2 separate regions of the Sus scrofa genome follow, and region 2 is linked to region 1. A link is a contact called in public HiChIP or PLAC-seq data. All regions are on one chromosome and are shown on one strand. The core of a region is the stretch at or near the end of the contact, and the rest is flanking DNA. Distances in the headings are between cores, read along the strand shown. Region 1 has its middle 180 kb from the start of MAMDC2. Region 2 has its middle 27 kb from the start of MAMDC2.

Region 1 (5,407 bases), core at 1,483-3,982:
TCAACTAGTGCACTAGAATGAAGACCAAGTCTTAATGTTTCGCGGAGGTAAGCCAGTCTTGGGCTTGGGAGGCACTGAACTTATCAGTGGGTTGTATCATAGGAAGAGAGTAAGATGCAGTGTTTATTGAGATGCCTTAGCCAGAATTCCCTCTCATTATCATGGTCCCAGAAATGAGACCCCTCTCTGACTTATGGCCCCTAAACATTACTTTCAGGAGCCATGGGACATCTCTAGTGGCAGACACTTTATAGAGCCTCATTTCTTACATTAAAATTTAGTAATACAAGTAATAGATAGGGTTGTGGATGATACTGCATGAACTGATTAGAAGCTAATAGATAAAAAAAAAAAAGAGAGGCAATAATCTCCGTTTCCAATTTCTCCTAAATGTTTATTCTTTCTCTATGTGAAGGACTATTTACAGCTTTGCATTATCTAAACTCAGCAGTTTCTTAGCTGTCCTGACAGCTTCTATTGTTGTCTGAGGGAAACAGTTGTACTAATCTAATGTTGGTATTTACTCTAAGATTTCAATAAATAAATCCCTGTTCTGAAAGGGAACAATGCCCTTTTGATATGCTTTGCATATTTCTCTTCCAAGGGTGTCCCAAATAGGTTGACTCCAAATATTTCTGCTAATGAGATGGCCTTGAAATATCACTGCTGTGACTATAGGCATAAATAGTGAATTTCATTAAGTTCCCACTTTGGATGGTGTAGTAAATCTCAGAACAACCATGGGTGGTAGATAGCTGAAGAGCTTTGTTGGATATAACTAATTTATTCTGGTGCACCTACTAGCTATCTTACATAGCAATTCTGTTTGTTTGTTTGTTTGTTTGTTTTTGTCTTTTGTCCTTTTAGGGCCACACCTGTGGCACATGGAGGTTCCCAGGCTAGGGGTTGAGTTGGAGCTATTGCTGCGGGCCTATGCTGGAGCCACAGCAATTTCAGATCCAAACTGCATCTGCGACCTACACCACAGCTCACGGCAACACCGGATCCTTAACCCAGTGAATGAGGCCAGAGATCAAACCGGAAACCAATGGTTCCTAGTTCGATTCGTTTCAGCTGAGCCACGACAGGAACTCCTTAACATAGCAATTCTAACTCAGTCTTAGGTTACTTTAAGTACATAAAACTATTTTTTTTTTGGGGGGTGCACCCATGGCATATGGAGGTTCCCAGGCCAGGGGTCCGATCATAACTATAGCTGCCAGCCTACGCCGCAGCCACAGCAACACCAGATCCGAGCCGTGTTGGCGACCTACACCACAATCATGGCAACGCCAGATCCTTAACCCACTGAGCAAGGCCAGGGATCAAACCCACAACCTCATGATTCCTAGTCAGATTCGTTAACTGCTGCACCACAATAGGAACTCCCATAAAACAATTTAGCACTGTAAAATCCTTTGTGAGCCCAAAGGATTACTAAATTTTAAAAAAAGACTCTAGTTTGAGAGAGGCATGAAGATATTGATTAAATTCTCCCTTTACATCACTCATATTTATTTATTTATTTATTTATTTATTTATTTATTTAATGACTGTAGCTGTGGCATGTGGTAGTTCTCAGACTAGGGGTCAAATCAGAGCTGCAGCTGAGGCCTATGCCACAGTTTGCATCAATGCTAGATCCTTAACCCACTGAGCAAGGCCAGGGATTGCACCTGCACCTTTACAGAGACAATGACAGATCCTTAACCTGCTGAGCCACAGGTTTATAATTGAGGTACTAATACCCGGTACCTCAAGTGATATTACATAGTATATGTACAATAAATTTAATTTAATCAAATCTTTAATATTTTGTCCCCAATTATATTCTGCTTTATCAGTTCTTAAATGATTATCTCTTTTGGTGTAAATCTTAGTGAGTATCTGTTGGATTCAGGGTGGATAGAGGGATTTTTCTAAGTTAAGAATATGCACAGCTTTGAGGATACATGTAGTTACATGGGAATGACCATTTCTCCACCTCTTCGCCAATGCTGTTTTGGCAAGAGCAGGCCAATTATCTTGTAGAATGTTCCATAGTCTGAATTTGTCTGATTGTTTTCTCATGGTGGTGTTTAACTTGTTTCTCTATCACCTGCATTTCCCATAAACTTGAAGTTACATCTAAACACTGAAGTAGTTTTAGGTTCAACATTTTTGGAGCAAATACTTCATAGGTGATGCTGTGTACTTCATGTTGCATTTCATCCTGGGGCACATCAGGTCACATTAGCCCTCTATTCATAATGCTCAGTTTTGATGGTACCCACCATTGTGAAGGTACATTTCTCACTTCACAATTCGAAAGTGATTGAAGGAATGAGTCTAATGTTAAGCATATTGTTCATATCTGCAAGTTATTGGCTAAGGAATTAATTTCCACTTTTGAGATTTTTGTTTGGAGTGGGGGTAGGAGGATTCCAACCCTTCTCCCTTTACACCAGGCAGGTTCCTACTTATGATTGTGCCCTTGAGGATAATCAGGCCAATGAAACCTAGACAGTTCTTTTATTAAAACCATTTTAAGGGTTTGAATATAGACAAAAGATTCAGCCAGGGAATTTCAGAATTGTGTGTGGGGGGTACTTTCAGCTTTATTTACTTTTTAAATAGGAAATACATTCATGTGATGCAAAGTTCAAAATGTAAAGGGTGAACAGTGAAGGACCTCTGTTCTAGTTCTCTCTTGTTGCATAGCAAACAACTCCAAAAGAGTGGCGAAAACAGTAATGATGTCACTAGTTGGTAATGAAGCCAGAGGTTAATGAGTCAGTTCTGCTTTAGGGGCCCTTATGCAGTTACTGTCAAAAAGTGGCTATAGCTGGGGGCATCTCAAAGATTTCCTTATTCATATGTCTGGTGCTGGAGCCTAGAAGATGTGAGCAGCTGGCGATTCTGGTATTTTTCTTCCCTCTCCCCTGGAGTGACTGTCCCAAGAGGAAGCTGTAGATACTGAAGAGTCGTTTCAAACACTTCCTTGGATGTCATGCAGCATCACTTCTCCTGCATTCTTTTTTTTTTCTTAATTGAAGTATAGTTGATTTACAATATTGGGGTTAGTTTCAGGTGTACAGCTCAGTGATTCAGTTATACATACAAACACACACATATTCTTTTTCAGTTTCCTTTCCCTTACAGGTCATTACAAAATATTGAGTGTAGTTCCCTGTGCCATACAGTAAGTCCTTATTAGTTATCCATTTTATATATATATTAGTGTGTATGTGTTAATCCCAAAGTCCTAATTTATCCCTCCCCTGCCACGTTTCCCCTTTGTTACCATAAATTTGTTTTCTAAATCTGTGTATCTCTTTCTGTTTTGTAAATAAGTCAATTTGTATCCTTTTTTTTTAAAGATTCCACATGTAAGCAATGTCATATAGTATTTGTCTTTCTCTGTCTGGCTTACTTCACTGACTATGATAATTTTTAGGTCCATCCATGTGCTGCATTATTTCATTCTTTTTGTGGCTGAGTAATATTCCATTGTATATACATACCACGTCTTTATCCAGTCGTCTGTCTATGGACACTTAGTTTGCTTCCTTATCTTGGCTATTGTAGATAGTGCTGCAGTGAACATTGTGGTGCATGTATATTTTCGAATTATACTTTTCTTCAGATAAATGCTCAGGAGTGGGATTCATCAGGGCAGTGGCAAAGGCCCACCAAACTTCAAGAGAAGTGTCATAGACTCCACCTCCTGATGGGAGCAGTGTCAGAGAATTTGCAGCTGTGCTTCCAAACCATTGTGCAACCTCTAAAGCTCTTTTTTCCCACTCAGTTAACTTTTACCAGTGCAACCAATATCATCAGTTTCTTTTGAAGCATTTAAGAGCTGCTCTATATACAAGATAAGCATATACTTCTTCCCACTTAGCATAATGTAGGCAGTGTTCTGTTCCTTATTTTTTTAGCAGTATTTCATGTAGATTATTTGAATCAGTCTATTAAAGTAATTTTAATTTTTAAAATACTCATACAGTATTGCATTTTATTATGGTACACATTGCATAGATGTACCATAATGCCTTAACCATTCCCTTGTTAATGCATATTTAAGTCATTTCTAATCTTTTAATATTATAAACAATACTAATATGAATAATTTTGGACATACATATATCATTTGGTATATATATGTAAACATATTTGTATTATAAATCCCTAGATATAAAATTACAAGCTTAAGATGATATAAATATATATATTTTTGATAACTATTGCCATATTGCCTTCATATAGGATGCAAAGATTTTTGCTTCCATCATACATGAGAAGGTCTGCTGTATTATATCCTTAAAAAATAGAGTTTTCTCAAATGTTTTGGGTTTGCTATGTCAAAAATTAGTTTTCATTCAGTGTGCTTTTCATGTGCATTCTTTTCACGAGTGAGTTTGAGCACTTATTTTCCCATGTCTAAGAACCACTTGTCCTAAAAAAGTTAAAGATCATTTTAACACAGATGTTTGAGATGAGTGAAAAAGTGAGATATTCCACATTTTTGATAAACATAAAGACCTTTTGGTTTGAAAAATCCTATTTTCCTGACTCCTGTAAATGAGTAAGCTGTGAGCATTTATCTCTTTTGTGATCCTTAGAGTTGCTGCGTCTCTCAAACCCAGCCTGAAATTCCCAGGTGGGCAGTAATGGCTTTGAGATATTATAATTAGATGATAACCAGTCCTTATCAGGAAAACTCATATTTTAAGAAAGGTTTCCTCACTCTCCCTTAGGGCTTACTATAAAACTTTCATTATTTCTTCAAACCTTTCTCCAGCATCTTGATTCGAAATAAGTGACCTGTCTTTGGATTTTGTGTACTTCCTTCAGCTTCCTCCTTACGCTCCACTGTTACTGTCTCTTCCTCTCCCTCCTCAGCTAATATTTTATTTTTTGGATTCATTGGATACATGAGTTTAGTCTGGTACAGTGACATGATGGTAAGTAACAAATTGAATTTTCGCAAAATTCTGTAGGCAAGAGAGAGAACAAATTGGTGTAGTTGAGAAGATACTACCTGTCATTCACTCACCTGGCCATGGGCTAGTTGGACATCTTTCTAGGGACTCTGTTTTTTCAATAGGAAAATGAGGATAATTTTTAACTTACAAAAACTGGGTTGTGAAGATGAAGAGAAAGAATATTTTCAACCAATATTTATTGAACGTCTATTGTGTCCAGGTGTCTTTGTATTCTTTTTTTTAACCTTTTTAAAATTGAAGTATAGTTGACTTACAGTGTTTCAATTGTACAGCAAAGTGATTCAGTGATATACACACAATACACTCTCTCTCTATGCACACAGATGCATATATTCTTTTTTCAGATTCTTTCCATTATAGGCTATTACAAGATACTGAATATAGTTCCTTGTGCTCTATAGTAGGTCTTTATTGTTTAC
Region 2 (5,407 bases), core at 1,963-4,462, 150 kb after region 1:
TTCTGGAATCTTCTCCTTTTCAGTGACCAAAGGATTTGAAAATAATGCAAATTTCTGAAGTCAGTGAGTTGAGAGATCTGCGTGTTTACCACCAAATTACCACCAAAACAGCAATGAAAAACTTTGGCTGTAAATCTGCAAATCGACCACATGGTGCCCTCTGCTCCAGGATGAAAGCCCTCTATGAGCAGAAGGACTCCTGCTGGGTAAAGCTGGAGGCTGCTCAGTCTTTGTTGCTTGTCAAAGCCAAGAGCTGAATCAAATCAGATGGGTCTTTAAAAAAATGAACAAAGCACATGGGTCTTTTAAGAAAAAAGTGTTGGTCAGCTAAAGCCTTATTTAAAAACACATGGTCATTCTGCCTTTTGTGGTATCGGAAGACCAAATATAGTATCTGCAGGATGTATGCTATTATAGTTTAGCAACTATTTCCCAAAAGTGGCTGGGATTCTAAAAATACTCAAGTCTTATCCTCTTTTTTTTCTAGATAAAGCTCCACTCAGCCTGTCTTTAGAGTTTTGTGAAAATTCCACCCCTTTAGTTAAGTGTCTAATGCTGGAATTTTTGTTTTGCTGTATGTTTTTTAATTTTTAAAGTTCTATTACAACTTATTTTCAAATCGTTAAATGAATGCAATTGCATTATAGATTGTAGTATAGGATATCCTGCAATTGTGTCAATAGCATCATAATGAAGGGCTCTGGTCTTTCACTGACTAGATTATAGTAATTTTGTGAATAATTATTCCACCAACTCTGCAGTCACCATATCCAAATTTATTTGTGCAAAATGACTTTAAAAGATTTTTAAACCTCATCAGAAGAGAAGTTAAATCTAACGCAGAACCAAATCCTCTGGTAAATTGTTGAGGTCTGCCACTGTAACAAGAATCTAACTAGGTTTGTTTTGTGAACATGAGTAATTGATGGTACTGTTGGCATAGGATTGAAATGTTTCTGTCTGAAGAGAGAAGGCCATTTCTGGAAACTATCATTCACATCCTAATTATAGGCCCAACTGGTACTCTTCAATTGGTAAAGTAGGTGGTAGATTAACCCAGCAACCTGGCCAGCTATGTCTCTCGAGCAGGCCATAGAAACTACTTTAAAAGACAGTGAAAAGAAACCAGTCACTTCAGCCAGTGTTGAGCTCTTTAACAATCTTTTTAAACTACACGCACGACCAGGGTCTGTGGTTGTGTATTCCAGAGCTCCCTGCAAAGCTTCACTTCTTCCCTCCCTTAGCAAAATCATATTGACTGTGTTGGGTGACACTTAAACTATGACACTTCCTGCAGTTAAAATCAGTCACCCAGATTCTTTTAAAACTCCGTCCTGATTTGGTTTGGGAAAGTAAGTTCCTGACATATCTGTTTCTCTACTTTTTCTTCCACTTTTAACAGGTTAAGAGGCAGTCTAGTCCCTCTGACTATCACAGCTTTGTGGCTGGGTTTCTGTACAGACTCTCTCTCCATCCCACTGCCTCTCCCTGAAAAAAAAAAAAAAGCTTTAGGAGAGGCTTGAAATTATATACTATGAGGAAAGTTTTCTCCATTACTCTTTTGGATCTGCTGCCTGTCATTATGTTATTTTGAGGGAGAAGATCATTGTTTTTTGAAAGGGAGACAAGCTTGGGTTGGGGGGTGGGGGAGACACACTGTTGCCCTTTGACAATTTGCAGATTTCTGAAGCAGGAAATTGGAACAGTAAAGCCCTGATCATCTTGGGGATGATTATTCAGCTGGAGTCTTAGTCCATCTCCCTTGCCTTTCTGCTCTTTTGCCTTTTCTTTCCAGGATCTAAGGATATTTCATTCCTCGTTAAAACCACCACCTGGTGATGTGCAGAGGAAGAGAAAACTAATTCCATCCAGTCCCTTTTTATAATGTAAACAACTGTCCTGCTTTGACTGAAGAGAATGAATAGTTTGAAATTGACAGTGAATCCAAAAAGGAGGTCCAGATCTTGAAAGCGACTCACATAGGGACTACATGTAATAGGAGCTGAGCAAGTGGGATTTGAAAGTACAGCAGTTTTCTACCCCCTCGATCACTGGTTCTCTCAAAATCTCAGAGATTTTGCCCCTGCCTGCCCCTGCCTGCCCCACCCCCTCCACATCCTCAAAGGGACCTTTGGCAATGTTTGGAGACATGTTTTCTCCAACATGTTATGACTTGTGAATGATATTGGTATCTAGTGGGTAGGAACCAGGAATGCTTAAAATCCTGCAGTGCACAGGGCAGTGACCCACAGCAAAGAACTATCTAGCCCCAAATATCAATAGTAAATAAATGATCACGTGCAATTCTGTTTTAAGTATGATAAAAAGTAAGTTAAATCATATTTTGATCCTTCCTTGACTATATTTACAATTGTTTGCAATTTTTTTTTATTTTCAATTAATTTATTTATGTATTTATTTAGCGCTGCACCCACGGCATGTGGAGGTTCCCAGGCCAGGGGTCCAGTCAAAGCTACAGCTGCCAGCCTACACCACAGCTGTAGCAACATCAGATCTGAGCCACATCTGTGACCTATGCCACAACTCACTTAATCACCAGATCCTTAACCCACTGAGTGAGGTCAGGGAGCAAACCCGCAACCTCACCATTCCTAGTCAGATTCCTTTCCTCCTACGCCATGATGGGAACTCCACAAATGTGTTTTTAATTGCTCTCCATTCAGTGCCTATTTTTATTTCCAAAATTAGGTAAATTTGAAATCAGTTTTTACTTAATATTCTCAATCAAAACAAAAATTTTTAAATATCACCAATCCCTAAGGACTGGAATCTGTATTAAACTGAAACAAATTGATTTACACAAAGCTAACTTAACCCTAACTCTTAAGAGGTCTGCAAAGTATCAGGAACACCTGTCTAAGGGATAGCATTTTACTTTGTCCCTCTTCTTTTCCCCTCTCACATAGGCAATAGTATATATTCAAAGTGCGTAAGATTTTTTTCCCAGTCTCTAGAGATATTCTCTGTGTCTTGAAATACTGACTAAAATGAAATAAGCACTGTTTTTGAAAAAGAGCTATAAAGAAAGGAGAGGTTAAGGAAATGGGCAATTTCCTTTTTGTCACATTCGTAACAGGACCCAGGGACAGATTTCTTAAGAACAGACCAAAATGTTTGGCTTTCTCTTTGCCTGTGTCAGCCAGGCCTAGTCATCAGCTTACCTAATCACCAACTGCCCTAAAATAACCTCTGCACCTCAAGCAGCCTCAAAATGTAAGAAGGCAGCACAAGAATAGGAGCTGACATTATGAGCATTATTAATAGCAGGTGGAAATCCAATGTGTTAGACTGAAATTAATCTGGTCCTGTTTCTTTTGTGTGTTGGAATGCAGATAGACAACTGCAAACTGATCTGAGGTTTGAGCCCACAGTTTGAATCTAGTACATAGCTGGCTGAATTTGCAGATCTTTTATCAGACAGGACAACATGTGGCCTGGCCAGTATTGTAAGTGTAGAAAATCTTCTAAGATAGGAATAACCTAGTGACTTACCGTGGTCCAGAACATCTTCAGCATTTCGTTTAACCCTCTGTGGCAGTTTACACATTTGTTTGGCATGTCCAAAAGGAGCCAGGAAGCTCTACCCCGTGGAACTTTCTGCAATGAGGAAGTTTGCATAACTGCCGTGTCCAACTCACTTGACCACTAGCTATTTGTGGTTACTGAGCACTTGAAATGTGGTTAGTGCACCTAAGGGAAATGAACTTTTAATTCTATTTAATTTTATTTTATATAACCACATGTGCTCATGACTACTGTAGTAAATAATGCCAATCTGAAAAACAGTAACTCATTATTCCACATCTTAATTATAGATAACTTGAATCTTCTTTTTTCTCAATTATAAATATAACAAAATTAAAGAATGGTTAGAAAATAAAAGGAAATTCTGTTCAATACCCATAATTTTATGATCCTTCACAGAATTGTTAGGCATTCGGTAATGTTAAAGATTTTATCCAATGTATTTTTAGATGAATTAGATATAATTTGTCTTATTTTGTTGTATTTTATCTGTTAAAACCTTCTTTTTTCATTTTAATTATGAGTGGAATATATATTTCTGCTACTAAATAATATTCATAAGCTATCAGAGTGAATGATTGCCTTTCTTAGATTGAAGCATCGTAGTTTATTTATTTCCCCTATTTTTGAAATCTTAGGTTATTTCATTTGTTTGCTTGCTCGCTTGGTCTTATGGTCATTATGAAATAATGCTGTAGTCAACATGTGAAAGCAGATTAACATTTCTTCTCTTTAGGACATGTTTACATGCCAATTGTTTGAGTCTAATATACGTTAACAGTTTATACAGTGAATCATTTCACTGCCACAGATTCATTTTGAAAAAGTACTTTATCACTATTTTTGTCAAAAATAGACTTTAAAGCCACAAAAGGAAAAGAAAGCCAAGACTTTTCTCTCTGTACCACAATTAATTCAGTAATTTATAAGACAGATTATTATTCCCTCCTGTATAACACGAAGAATTGCTGATAAAATATAACTGCACTCAGGGCTGATAGCATAAACCGCTTTGCAAGTGGGGAATAAGTTCACACGCATAAATCCTACAAATAAAATCCTCCTTTGGAGATCCATAGAGATAAGAAAACTAATGGAAGTTATACAAAAAACCCAGAACACCCCCTTTTATTTTGTTCATTGTAAGTATATGTACTTACGTATTATTACATCTTCAAACTATCCTTTTTATAATTTAAAGTAATATAAATACATAAAAAGTTTAAATAAGTAAACTTTCACACATCTTACAATTAGTAGTTATTCTGAAGATACTGGCTTACAACCTTTTATATTTTGCATAGTGGTAAACTGCATGTGATTTTAAAATTTCTTTTTAAATGAATTCTATATTCTGGTGGCTCTGATCATCAAAAAATAAAGGAAATGTACTGATAATATTTGTAAATTGAGTTCATAGCACACTGAATATTGGAACCTAAAAAAATCAGATTTCCTCATTATTCATAATTTGGATTATATTCTCTATGTCTTTGTTTATATTAAGATTTATAGTTGAGGGATTGAACATAGGCTGTTCAATCTCTCAGCTCTCAGTTGTGTTCGTTAAACATTAGGTTATACATGTGAAGCCACTTTGTAAACTGCAGACTACAGTGAAAATCTAATATAAATGTTTTGAAAAGTGCTCTTTGTTCATCCTATATGTGAAAAGGAGACTTTTAAAGTGGCTTAATGGAAAAAAATCTAAGACTTTTCTCTCTCTCTTTGGTGCAATGAATTTAATAATTTATGATAGAGATTTATTTTTCCTTCACATACAACAGTAAAAATGATTAGCCTGGTAAAATAACTGCACTTAGGGCTTTTATTAGCAATAACCTCCAGGAATATAGATCTT

What was found. HiChIP or PLAC-seq counts read pairs in DNA pulled down with a chosen protein or histone mark.
Region 2: an H3K27ac HiChIP or PLAC-seq map of alveolar macrophages shows a contact between it and region 1. The contact joins two enhancer-like sites. A contact is called at or near these places in 1 of 47 Hi-C or Micro-C datasets (fibroblasts) and 1 of 2 datasets of contacts at active chromatin or transcription factors (alveolar macrophages).

What each region holds. Positions count from the first base shown.
Region 1 is chr1:223,358,654-223,364,060 of Sscrofa11.1, forward strand. No RefSeq gene overlaps it. Among named protein-coding and RNA genes, the nearest start is that of MAMDC2, 180 kb to the right of the region's middle. Within about 2 kb of position 2,733, at least 4 of the 83 cell types and tissues checked have an H3K27ac peak or open chromatin away from gene starts, as enhancers often do. A contact at or near this core is called in alveolar macrophages, where this site is marked.
Region 2 is chr1:223,511,314-223,516,720 of Sscrofa11.1, forward strand. No RefSeq gene overlaps it. Among named protein-coding and RNA genes, the nearest start is that of MAMDC2, 27 kb to the right of the region's middle. Within about 2 kb of position 3,213, at least 10 of the 83 cell types and tissues checked have an H3K27ac peak or open chromatin away from gene starts, as enhancers often do. A contact at or near this core is called in alveolar macrophages, where this site is marked.